3 separate regions of the Hordeum vulgare genome follow, and regions 2 and 3 are each linked to region 1. The links are chromatin contacts, called in public Hi-C maps. All regions are on one chromosome and are shown on one strand. Each heading gives the region's core, a stretch centred on a gene start, on an enhancer-like site or on the middle of the called end of the contact. The rest is flanking DNA. Distances are from core to core; before and after follow the strand shown. Region 1 holds the start of LOC123448666 (tubby-like F-box protein 6). Region 2 holds the start of LOC123448668 (zinc finger protein CONSTANS-LIKE 14-like). Region 3 holds the start of LOC123448667 (divinyl chlorophyllide a 8-vinyl-reductase, chloroplastic).

What was found. A called contact is a pair of places that touch in the nucleus more often than the background predicts.
Region 2: a Hi-C map of leaf shows a contact between it and region 1, with 6 times the contacts expected there. The contact joins the promoter of LOC123448668 here to the promoter of LOC123448666 in region 1. A contact is called at or near these places in 3 of 6 Hi-C or Micro-C datasets (leaf and seedling) and 1 of 1 datasets of contacts at active chromatin or transcription factors (embryo).
Region 3: a Hi-C map of seedling shows a contact between it and region 1, with 7 times the contacts expected there. The contact joins the promoter of LOC123448667 here to the promoter of LOC123448666 in region 1. A contact is called at or near these places in 2 of 6 Hi-C or Micro-C datasets (leaf and seedling).

Annotation. Positions count from the first base shown.
Region 1 is chr4H:378,161,510-378,165,827 of MorexV3_pseudomolecules_assembly, forward strand. LOC123448666 (tubby-like F-box protein 6) reads right to left here and starts at 2,335. Exons shown (of 6, transcript XM_045125629.1): 1 at 1,403-2,335. The coding sequence starts at 1,744.
Region 2 is chr4H:379,080,453-379,084,770 of MorexV3_pseudomolecules_assembly, forward strand. It overlaps LOC123448668 (zinc finger protein CONSTANS-LIKE 14-like), which reads right to left and starts at 2,607. Exons shown (of 5, transcript XM_045125631.1): 1 at 2,426-2,607; 2 at 1,673-2,268; 3 at 1,347-1,574. The coding sequence starts at 2,585.
Region 3 is chr4H:378,867,728-378,872,045 of MorexV3_pseudomolecules_assembly, forward strand. LOC123448667 (divinyl chlorophyllide a 8-vinyl-reductase, chloroplastic) reads left to right here and starts at 2,087. Exons shown (of 3, transcript XR_006631896.1): 1 at 2,087-3,424; 2 at 3,783-3,849; 3 at 3,927-4,318.

The DNA of each region.
Region 1 (4,318 bases), core at 1,085-3,584:
TGGCGTCGAACGACGATCTCCTCGAGGGCGTGGCGCTGGCGCTCCATTTCCTCCCGGACGTAGTCGTCCCGCACCCATTTGAGCGCCCGGTCTCCTTGTCGGCAGCCATGGCCTCATGCTCCTTCACGGAGAGGAGCGCTGGCTCAGTCTTCGGCTTGACGAGACGGGAGGAGGAAGCCGGTGGAGAAGGGACGCCGCCCTCGTTGATGACGAGGGCGTCGTTGCACGTGCGCCGCCCGAGCGGCATCTCCCGCGGCTCCAGATTGACGGGGAGGAGCGTCGGCGACCCGAACGACGTCGTCTCCATGCGCCTCGACGTCCATGAACTACCACGGCGGCGGGAGAAGGAGGGGGCGCCGGGTACTCCAACCGCGGCAAGTTGCCGTCCTCGATGTACTCGAGGACGGCATCCAGCGTGCAGCCGGGGACGCCCCACCATAGGCGTCACCCCTCGGAGTTGAAGCGACCGCGGGGTTCAGTGCCGTTGGCGGCGGCAAGCTGTTCGGCGTGGCGGCGTTCGAAGTATGTCGTCCACAACGTGTTGCTGTCGGGGGCGTACCTCGGCTGGTTCCGCGAGCTCTCTGCACGCCGGTGAGCTCCAGAGGGCGGCAGTGGCACCGGGACTCCGCCGGCGCTCAGCCTCCACTAGCCCGGCACCCGCATATCCGGTGCCGCCGGGTAGTCCGCCTCGCAGAGGAGGCGGGCCTCGGACTCGTGGAGGTGGCGGCGGCCGAAGCCGTTTGCCGCCGCTCCGTCACCGGGGTAGCGCTCGACAATGGTCGTCGGTGGAGAGAGGGGCGTCGGCAGCGAAAGGGGGAGAGGGGCGTCGGCGGTGAGAGAGGGAGAAGGGCTGTGACGAGAGGTGTGCGGCCACCGGCGAGGGAGGGACTGCTTATATAGCCGCCGGTGGGCAGAGAGCGGGCGACAGCCGTGCGTACGCGTGGCGGGAGGAGGCGGGACGGGCGTCGGAGCGACTTCACTGCACCGCCCGTGAGGAATCAATTGAAGGTTGACCGACGGCAGCCTTCGCATTGATTCCGCGCGAGAAAACGAGACGTTGAGGACGACAAAGAGTTCACAAAGAGTTCGCCCCAAAAACGTTCCCCCCTGCGACCCCGGTTCCCCTGCGACCCCGGTGCCCCAGCACACCGGGTTTGGCCTGGGTCCGCCGGCGGCAAAATCGACCCTAACCAACAAACAGGCTTCCGGACGCACGACTGGATTGTTTTTTTGCGTCGGCATTAAAAAAGTGCCTTTGGGGGTCTGTTAGGGGCGCGGCTGAAGATGCTCTGAAAGCACGACGGGCGACGGCAATGAAGCTATGACACAATTAATTAATTATTAATAATACATACGTAGTTGATACTTGATAGCATGAGTGAGCGAGGATAAGGTGATGAACCTGCTTGAGCGAGATAGGGAAGGTGAGTTTGGCGGACGCCTCCGGGACGCGCACGACCTCCTTCATGATGCCCCTCCAGGCCCGGCAGACGCCGGCGCATGCCACCACGTCCCGGCGGGAGGGCCAGCAGCCTTGGGAGTTCTCGATCCTCACCAGCACCTCCCGCAAGAGCTCCGGGGGCAGCTGCGCCCAGCAGGTCCCTTCCAGCGCGTCCGCCAGCCCCGCGGAGACCACCCGCGGTGCACCGGCGGCGACGCGGTGCGAGCGGGAGGAGCGCAGGCCGTGGCGCGAGATGTTCCCGAACTCGTCCTTCATGTCCTGAATTAGGCTCCTGAAAGACATTCCCCTTGCTCCGCCACCGCTCAAGTAATGAGGAATTCGAATGGCAAGCTTGGAGCGGAAAGCAAGGAATCTCGCATGTAGGAGCAGAAAGAAATGGCGAATCTTTGGATGAACGGAGCGGAGCGCGTGGGAAGCAGGCAAAGAAGCTATGGTGCAAGGTGCAAGGAGGAGGCAATGTATCCCTCCCTGGATCCCAGAACAAATCCAGCAAGGCCCAAGGAAAGAACTCAACCCACCCAAGAGAAAAGCGAATAGGGATAGCAAACAAGCATGAAGCAGAGCAACCCACCCCTTTCTCCCCCTCGAATAATGGCGCTGCAATTACGTTACAGAGATTCCTTTCTTGGTTTTGTGGAGACGACGAGAAGAAGAAGAAGCAAGATTCGAATCGAATCGAATAGAGAAACGAAAACGAAAAGGGTGGATTGGGATGAGGATCGAGGAAGAGGGAGGGTAGGTGCCCGGGGAATTTTTAGGTGGCGGGGCGAGGCGAGGCAAGGCGATAGATAGGTGGTGGTGGTGGCACAAAGAACCGCTCGGAGACGCTCCTAATCGCGTCCTTATATAATGGGGATGTGGTAATGGGATGGAGTTTGAGAGCTGCTGCTGCTGGGATTAGGGCTCGAGACCATCGATTCACACGTCTCCAATTAATTGCTAATCAAATTAATTAATGTTCGCTTGATTTCAAGGCGGAGGCTATTCTTTTGGCAATGTCACTGTCGGAAGGGAGATGTCAGGATGGCGAGGGAATCATCGTTACCCACACGCGGTCACTGCATCATTCATCTCTTCTGTCCTTGGCAATCATCAGCTTTCGGCTTGGTGCTGTGGTTTTTCACACTTGACTCCCCCTTGACCTTGACCTGACCTGACCCCGTCCGGACGAAAGTCACTGGAAGATGGGGAATTTTCTTTCTTGATGATAGTCTCTCTTTTTTTACGGGCATTCTTTCTTGCTTCAGCGATATATTTTTTCGTCGTAATCGATCTTGTTGGTTAAATATATAAATTATACTTAGATTTAAAAAATACGAACTCTCTACATTGTGGAATGAAGGGAGTACGTAGGCGCAATGCAGATGCATTATCTTACAAGTATCGTGTAGCATAAATAGTAAGATGAAGGTGAGAGAAAAATCATCTTACAAGTATCTTACGGCCAATGTCAACTATACATCTATATTATCTTTGTCGTGCGCTGTTGTCCAACACCAGCAATTTGTTTTTTTATAACGAAAAATACTATTTCATAAACTAAGAGTTTAAATTTCACGAAAGGTAGTGATCAACTGAACATGCTCATAAACTTAATAAGAATTTAAAACTTAATACTGATCAACTAAACATACTCATAAACTTCAGAGTTTAAAACTTCACAAAAGATACTGAAATAATTAAACTACTCTTCATTAAGGATTATCCTTAGCTCGCGAATCTTCTTCAAATTGCTCTCTTCGTCATTTTTTATGCGAGCAACTTCTCTATGTAGCTCAGTCCTATCTGTCGTGAGTAGTTTTTCTCCTCCTTCAATTTATCCCTCTCCTCCATCAAGTTATCCCTCACTACTGGAATTCAGAATTTTACCGTCTGCCTTGCCTTTGCCGTCTGCTGATGCATGGCAAAGGTACTCTTTGCCGTCAGCTGTCACAGTGCTGACGGCAAAGAGGTGGCTGATGGCAAAGGTTTAATTTGTCGCCGGCCACGTCTTTGTCGTTCGCTGGCGGGCGACAAAGAAGCCCTATGCGGACGGCAAAGGGCGGGCAAACGGCAAAGCCCCCCCCCCCCCCCCAAACGGCCGAAACCCCACCCCAACCTCCCCGCCCCTTTGTCGTGTGCCTCGGACTCCTTTGCCGTCTGCCTGGGAGCACGGCAGACGGCAAAGGGGACATCGGCCCACCAACCACACTAACGGCTGCCCCCACCCGATGCCTCCCCCACCTCGTCGCCCTCCTCCCGCACGCCTGCCCCCACCGTCACAACCACAGTCCGGCGTCGCCAACCGCCGCTTCCCACGTACGCGACCCACCAGTGCATCTGCACCCCGCGCCGCGTGTCGATGCCCACGAGCTCCGCCGGCCACCCCTAGGTTTCCGCCTCAACCCCGCTCCTCGAATCCCTCCATCCGGCACCAGGTGCTCTGCGCCGACGTCCCGCTGCTCCGTCCCAAGGAGGTCGTGCCGTGCCGCCCCGTCGTCCCGCTGCTCCGGCCCAAGGACGCCGCCCCGCGCCGCCCCGACTCCCCGACGACCGTCACAACCGTCCTCCTCCTCGACCTGCCGCCGTACGAGCTACTCCTCTTCACCTCTTGTCTTATTATAATCGAATTATTACAGTTGAAGGATGCGTACTAGCACTAGTTTTTATCGAAAATCAGTAAAAGTTTGAATTTTTCATAGTAAGGCAGCCCCTGCTCTTAAGAATTCATGTCCAAGAGTATTGTAATGCCAAGGATTTATCTTTTATTCCATTCTCCCATTGGTTGCTACACATATTTGAAAGGAAAATCAATGGTGTTCCTGCATTAACCTCAGATCTACTCTCCGCGTCCAGAAACACTTATCGCTTATCGGA
Region 2 (4,318 bases), core at 1,357-3,856, 920 kb after region 1:
ACACCATTTTAACGTGCGCGGGACGGTTTCGCGCGCTCCAACGGAAGCGGTAAACTCAGGCGTGCGAAAAACGATTGCGCGCACACGGGAAAAAAGCGGGTGGGCGCGTGCTAGATTTAGGGCACGACCTCGAGTGCGCCTATAAAATGCAGCGCCTGCCACGCGCCCTTCCACCGAAACCGTCGCCCCCTCGCCTCGCCACGCGCCCCTCTGCCTCTTTTCTCGCCGCGCCGCCGGGGAACTTCGGGCAACCGCGGCGTCCGCGCACGTCCCTCCGGCACCTTCTACGTCGAGATCCGATCCGACGACAATTGCCTCGGCCTCGACATGTTCAAGACCGCCCACGAGGTCGTCCGCGCGTACGACGCGGCGGCGTGGCGCCTCAACAGGCCTTGTAGGAAGATGAATTTCCCCGAGGTGATGACGCTGGAGTGGACGCAGAACCTCGTTCCTCGTCCATGGGTTGTCACCGAAGAGGACCTTCGTCGGAACCGGAGGCGGGAGCACCGCCTCAGCATTGCTGAGATGGACGAGCATGCCATGGCGGAGTGGTGCACGACGTTCTCAACGAACGCGAATTCTTCGTGCAAAGGAGGGTGGAAAGAGCGGAGCAAGCCGCCTATCGTGAAGATAGGCTTACGCGGAAGCAAGCCGCATAGCCGCACACTTTCAGATGAAGCTGAAGGAATCGTCAATTTAGTCCTCCGACGATGAACGCTGGGCTGACGCCTTCATCACGTCGGAGTCTGATGACGATGAGTAGTCTTCTATCTATCTAGACTATCTATGATATGCTATGTATCGTTTTTTATCGTTTCTCTCTATCTAGGCTATCTATGCAACTATGCTATGTATCGTTTAAAATAACTTATGATAAAAAATGCGTTGCATTCATTGAAGTTTTTGCGTGTTTGCTGCAATGCCTCGCGCGTCAAATTTTGCTGTTTTCGTTGGAGCCAGCGTTCACCGACGTGCTAAAATTAGATGTGTATGCATTGTAAACTCAATTTGTGTGCTTTGCGCTTTGGGCGCATGTTGGAGATGCTTAAAAAAATATATGCCTCATCAACATAGCTATGACTTGATAGAAAAGCTTGCCGCGAATACTTGGCCACATATGGTGCAGAATATCTCTACTTCTCTGGTGTCTTCCGTTTGAATAGATATGCCGCAGATACTACCAGTTGTCTAAACACAAATTCAGTTAACATCCGAGCAAAAATTCTTCTTGGTTGATGAGTAATTGCAGTGGTGGAACAAAAATCCTGGCTACAGTCACAGTAATATATCTATCAAGCATGGGGAAATTAGTCAGATAGACTGAAGTACGTGGATTAAATTTATACCTCGTAACCAGGGGTTGGCATGGTTGCAACCTCATGGCTGTTATCTGTGCCAAAATCGCCATTTCCAGCAGTGTAGTGTGGCTGTGTCCAGGAAGGCAACTGATGAGCAGCTTGCTCTGCCTCCTCACGAGGTGTTATCTGACCGCCGCCCATGTCGACCTCCGCGAGCTCATGTAACTGCCGTATGACCTCATCATTCGTCTTTCCATTGGGCGACGAGTTGTGGATCTTTTGCAGATCAGTTAGAGCTAGGTGTGAGAATTCAGAGCAAGAGCAGAAAACTTGAGAATTTAATTTTGGCAGACGGCGAGCGAGCGAGCAGGTACCTTTGGGGACAAGGGCGTGACGAGGGGCTGGAAGCCATGGCAAGAAGTGGTGGGCACGATGAGATCCTCCAGGCTGAACACGTGGGGCTCCTCCCAGATGGCCCACCAACCGTCGTCGGCTTTGGCGGCCGAGGGTTTGTCCAAGTCGGGGACCCCGAGAAGAGCGGCGAGCTCGTGCGCCGACGGTCGTCCCGTATACCCCTGGACGGTGCATCGGTCGTGCAGCGGCAGCTCGCCGTCCCGGCTCCTCGCGAAGTCGCAGTTGGAGCAGAGGAATTCGGGGCCGCCGTGGCGGAAGACGGCCCCGGTGGCGCGGCATGCGGCGCAGAGCGGGGCGCGCAGGTGGCGGGAGCAGACTGCGTTAGCGGCGTGCACGTGGCGGTCGCACGGCAAGCAGAGCCTGGCGCTGTCGGCCCGGCAGTATACCACCGCCTGTGGGCCGCTGCAGTAGTCGCAGGTTACCGCGTCGCCGGAGAGCTCCTTGTCCATGACCGGCAGCTCTGGATCCTGGCGCTCGTCTTGACCCATGTGATGGAGTGGAATGGTCACTGGTGGAAAAGACGGAATGGTCGCTGGTAGAAAGTAGGCGCTGCTACCTACAAAAAGAAGAAGAAGAAGAAGAGGAGAATGAGGAGGTCGAAGAGATAATGCGTGCATATACGGCTTGCTTGCGGAAAAAGAAGGTGGGAGAAGAAGCACGAGAGCGGGAGTAAACCGCGAAAGGGATGGTTCGAAAGCTGCCTCGTCACTCACTCGCGTAGCTCGCTCCGATATTTCTGTGGATGACTGTGAGCTCTGAGGCCGGCGACGTGGCGGGGTCCGGCGTGCGTGAGGCTGCCCGCGGGCCAGGTGTTGGAGCGGCAGTCTCGTCGCGTCGACGAGCCGGACAAGAACGGCTTCTCCATGGTTCCATCGACTGTGGGAAAGGAAAGGGGATGCTGAGCTTGGCCCAGTTGTCTCACGAGATCTCTTGCAGGTCCAGCCGACAGGAGATGCGGCCGTTGGCGGAAAGGGACCGCTTGGATGGGTCTCAAGCCGAGCATGACGTAACGGCTGAGGTAATGCCGAGAGTATCCTATTCCTAGCGCGCGCAAATTCACTGTTTTCACCCTGATGCCAAACTTTAACACGATTTCATCGAATCTGATTTTTTTACCGTGATAGACGTTGATGGTAGAATATAAAAGGCTACCATCATGATCAACGGCGGTAGGTCTCTAGTGAACGTGCTGACGTGGCAATGGTGTGGCAAGTGGTTGTCGCGGTAGCAGGATAAAATCACTGTTCTGGCCCACAAAACGAAAAGAATTCACATAATTAACTTGACTTGAAAGTATTTTATGGTCTGACCTTTTTAGAAATGCCACAGCCCGTGGCGTTGCCTCTTCACGTAGAAATGTGAGTCTATCTTGACGTTTCTTGTCCACATACAAACGCGAGTCTACCGTCGAGTTGCAGTCCATGTAGAAACGCCAGTGATGCTGGCGTTGCTACCCACGCGCCAAACGCCATAGACAGTGGCGTTTCAACGCTACTAGCTGGTCAATCGAGGCTGTAGCAATAGCACTCACCTACATGAATTATTAGTGGAGCAAGCCACGCCTCTCTTTCTCTCTCTCTCCATAAATCTTGTGCAAGCAAACACAAGAAACATCACACATGCACACATACATCTGCACTCATGTGTATAGGTAATAGCTAGGCCTTGTAGTATGTCCTTTGCTTGCATCCATCATTCTCATCTCCATCAATATCTCACCCTGTGGCAGGCTTAGCTAGTAGGGCATGCATGCATGCAGCTTGAGGAGAGAGAGAGAGGAGTAATAAAGACAAGGGCACCTCTTACAAAGCCCTGGCTGGGTATTTAGTTGAGAAGGGTATGCACAAGCGCAAGAGGTGGCCAGCTAGGGGTCCTACAGGTGCATGCATGCATGCTTACTTAGTTGTTCTGCGCATGTATGCTAAATATGGGACATGATTGACATGAACATGCAGTGCGCCAGCGTGCTGCTGGAACAGTGCAGTGCAATGCAATGTCTGATACAAGGCTCCAGTCACTGCCTTGTGATGCATGCACATGCACTGCTGGCGCCACATATTATTTGGAGGTAATAGCATCCCAAGTCCTACAACTTGCAGCACATGTGATGGTTTGGTCCTACAACTTGCAAAGTGCACCTATTTAGTCCTAGAACTTGCAAGTGTTGTGCACTTTCAGGCCACAGCCATTCACAGCACGCCAAGTGGACAGGGTGGGTCAGGGTTGGTCATTTTGCGCCCAGGCCCTTGCATTTATCAGTTATTAATCGGCTGCTGTCGGTACCACCTAAGAAAACAGCTGAATTTAATAACCCTAATAACTCCTCTGTTCCACGACGACGACAACTTTTGTTCTGTTCATTCCTTCTCCCTTGTGGGCCGCTTTTCCTCTTTCTTCTTTCTTCCTCTCCCTCGTGCGCGTCAGCTTGTCTTCTCCTGATGGCGTTGTCGGAGTTCTTCGGCGGCCGGGAACCGCCTGCGTCGACCCACCTCGTCCGGCCGCACTCTGTTTACCCACCAGACTACGGTAGTTCTCGTTGTTCTCTCTTGTCCTCCGTGATCTCCTCTTCTCTGGTTTGCTGATCCATGATTTGCTGTGGTGAGAAG
Region 3 (4,318 bases), core at 837-3,336, 710 kb after region 1:
TAAGCTTTGCTAGTCTTGATACCTTTGGAAATGAGATTGCTGAGTCCCCTGTGGCTCACAGATTACTACAACACCAGTTGCAGGTCCAGGTAAAGGTTACTTGAAGCGAGCGCGTTGATTGTTCATTTGGAGTTGCTTCTTCTTCTTCTTCATCATCGATCTAGGATGGGTTCCAGGCCGGCAGCCTGGCATAGCAAGGATGGACGTCGTTTTCTTTTCTTGTTTTTTTTTCATCCGTAGTCGGACCCTGCTCTTCTTCATGATGTTTATGTATTGTACTGATGTGACTCTGATGTAGCTTGTGGCGAGTGTAAGCCAATTCCATATATCTCATCTTTTCAGTACATGTACTTGTAACGATATCCATTCTTGCGAAACGACGAGATGCGCTTCTATCCCTGACGAGGCCCTCGCACCAAATTAAGGATAGGATTGCATCTTGGGCGTTACACTTGGCCTTGGGGAGGGCGAGCTTCGTGCAGTGAGCGTGGGGGGTTGGCAGGCCATAAACAAGGGGGAGCACGGCGACAGTCTCGCACCGCCAGCAACAGGGATGACCACCGGGACAAAGATAGGGGTGACCGTCTTAGCTTCAAAGGAAGGAGATGGAGCAACAACTCCGATGTCTTGCATTGCACGATAGGACAGGATGGTCTCGATGACATCCACGGTCGTGGTACGACGAGGCGTTGACGTATGTAGAGTCAAAGCAGGGCACACAACTGCATGTCGTTCCTTGGCCCCGAAATAGGGAGCGATCCACCGTAACCAAGAATCCTCGCTTGTCGCTGAGGTGAGATAAATCACATCATAAGAGGTCCATCACGGCAAGGAAGGGGGCAAGCGGCCATGGGTGTCTTTGTTGACCGGGCTAGTAGCTCCTTCAGTGCGGCCAGAGTGTGTCGGGCAGTCCGCAGGGCGACAACGGTCATGCCTAACAGAGTCTGGGATGGCGGCACCTTGAGGTAGGCGCTGGATAAGCTTGTTGTCGATGGAGTGCGCGTCGGGGCCCTCGTGCCAACGTCGACGCCCATCATGGCCACGGTCTTCTCTACCATCTCCGTACCCACCATCGGCACGACCTCCGGGACACGCGACCTGTTTCGAAAAAAGCGCATGCAAAAATCATCTTTGGAGTTGTTTTCGTTGTCACATTTGTCTCGATCGTTACAACCACGGTCAATCGACATTGCATCTAGATTGACACGCACGTCGCCACGACAATGATCAGTACAACCACCACAGTTGTTTCATTCGTCGCAGATGGAGCATCATGATTGGGAAGAGGTGCAAACATGTGCGGGACAACGGCTACAAGCGATGAGGTGTAATTCCGGGCACGGTGGCCAATCTACAACAAATTGATCTTTGCCACCCGTAACACCAGAAACATTTACTCAATACGCACAATTATCACTGAGGCTCACACGAAATGTTGTCATCATCAGCCAATGGATTTCAGCTCAAACCAAAATCTCCTTCGAGACGAAAAGAGAAATCAAGAATTGTACAAAACCGGAAAGAAAGAATGACGAATCAGTATGAATCCGAATCCCCCGAAACTCCAAGCGATGAACGAGGAATCACAGAATCAACATGATAGTATAGGATACCCCCAATAAAATTAAATTGGAGCGGCCGTCTAACCTGACAAGCCTAGTTTTCCGAGCGGAACAGTGCAGCGGAGGAAAAGGGCATGTTTCTTTAAAAAGTCTTAGGACTTTTTTAGTCCCAACTAAAAAGTCCTTAGTTCCTACCAGTTTTCTTTCCACGGACTAAACAGAGACTAAAGGTTATTAAATCACATGCAAAAAGACCATGTTACCTCTAGTAATGTATTAGAAGTTATTAAATGTCATGCTAAAAGTAGGGGCACGGTTGAAAAAATACCAAAAAAGTCTTAAAAACACCCTCTATAAGGACTTCTTCATTTAGTTTCAAATACCCCTTTTTAGTCCCTAAAAGTTCTTCATGTTTCTTTCACATAAGACTAAAAAAAATTGTTTTTTAGTTCCTTCAGCAAAATGTCCCTCTAAATAAACACCCCCAAAGTTAGGCTGTGGCTAAGATGAAACTAAGCCGAGGGTCAACGTTTTTCTAACCCAGAACGGAAGCGAGAAAATCACACGCCCGGATTGCCTCCCCAAGCCACCACCACAAACGCTCGCCGGCTTCCCCACACTCGATAGTCGATACTGCATTTCCGTCGAGCGCGATGGCCGCCCTTCTCCTCTCCCCCCGCCTCCCCACCAGCACGGCCGTCGCAGCTCCCCGCCCCACACCGCGCTTCCTCTCCTTCTCCCTCACAACCGCCAAGGCTTGCCGCCGCGGGGGCTGCATCCTCGCCTCCTCCGCGACGTCGCCCTCCCCGGCCGCGGCCCAATCATTCCGTTCCCTGCCCCCCTCCGATACCACCGTCCTCGTCACCGGCTCCACGGGCTACATCGGCCGCTTCGTCGTCCGCGAGCTGCTCTATCGCGGTCACCGCGTCATCGCCGTCGCCCGCCCCCGCAGCGGCATCCACGGCAAAAACTCCCCTGAGGAGGTTGTCTCCGACCTCGCCCCCGCCCGCGTAGTCTTCTCCGATGTCACCGACCCGGGCGCCCTCCTCGCGGGCCTATCGGAGTACGGTCCCGTACACGCCGCGGTCTGCTGCCTCGCCAGCCGCGGCGGCGGGGTGCAGGATTCGTGGCGCGTCGACTACCGCGCCACGCTCCACACCCTCCAGGCCGCGCGCAGCCTCGGCGCCGCCCACTTCGTCCTCCTCTCCGCGGTCTGCGTCCAGAAGCCGCTCCTCGAGTTCCAGCGCGCCAAGCTCAAGTTCGAGGACGAGCTCGCCGCCGAGGCGGCGCGGGACCCGGCATTCACCTACAGCATCGTCCGCCCCACCGCCTTCTTCAAGAGCCTAGGCGGCCAGGTGGAAACCGTCAAGAAGGGCAATCCCTACGTCATGTTTGGCGACGGCAAGCTCTGCGCTTGCAAGCCTATCAGCGAGGAGGATCTCGCCTCCTTCATCGCCGATTGCATCTTCGACGAGGAAAAGGCTAACAAGGTGCTTCCAATTGGAGGGCCGGGGAAGGCCCTCACGCCGCTGGAGCAAGGGGAGATGCTGTTCCGGCTGCTCGGGCGCGAACCCAAGTTCATCAAGGTGCCCATTCAAATCATGGATGGTGTCATCTGGGTGCTCGATGGATTGGCCAAGGTGTTCCCGGGGCTGGAGGATGCCGCCGAGTTCGGCAAAATTGGGAGGTACTATGCGTCGGAGAGCATGCTAGTGCTCGATCCCGAAACCGGGGAGTACAGTGACGACAAGACGCCGAGCTATGGCACAGACACGCTTGAGCACTTCTTCGACAAGGTAATAAGGGAAGGAATGGCGGGGCAGGAGCTGGGCGAGCAGACCATCTTCTAGGCCTTCCGGCTTGTAAGTGACGCTTTTGACATGTTGATATTTCCAACACAATTAGTAGCCCAAATGTACCATGCAAGGCGTTGTCTAATTTGAGGGTGGAGAATTTTGCTATATGAAATCATTTATAGATCAAGATTTCTTAAGGAGGTTGAAACCACTGCTCTCTGCATCATGGCGATGCACACAATCAACTCGTATTACAGTTGAGCAAGGCAACAAAGTCAAAAACATCAACAAACAAAATAACAAAACATGGGCAACCATGGGCAATCCGTCATAAAATATGATTGGGAAGCTCTAAGCGAGAGATATCTGGGACTACCAACGGTGGTTGGGAAATCTAAAGATGGTACTTTTAAATATGTGACAGGGTGTTCTAAAGGGAAGGTGACTGGATGGAAGGGGCAAGGTCTTTTAAGGCAGCTAGAGAAGTGTTGGTAAAGTCTGTTCTTCATGCCACTCTAACATTCAGCATGAGCTGTTTTCACCTCACAAAGAAGATGTGTCGGAACAGGTTTCGATCTCGTCAAAGTTCTGGTGGGGTGCAGTTAACGGGGAGTGAAAGGTGTCGGAACTGGTTTCGATCTCGTCAAAGTTCTGGTGGGGTGCAGTTAACGGGGGAATGAAAGGTGCATTGGATAGCATGGGACAACATATAATTCTAAACGACGGGGAGGTATGGGATTTAGAGATCCGGAGGCTTTCAACCAGGCTCTGCTTGCCAAGCGGGTATGGAGAATATTGCAGGTGTGGTCTTCCTTGTGCAAGAGTTCTTAAAGCAAGATACTTCAGCGATGGCTTAATCTTGAATGCCAGTTGTCTGTCCGGCGAGTGGGTCGTGTACGTTCAGGAGTATTATTCATGGCAGAGACCTACTACATATTCATGGCAGAGACCTACTAGAGG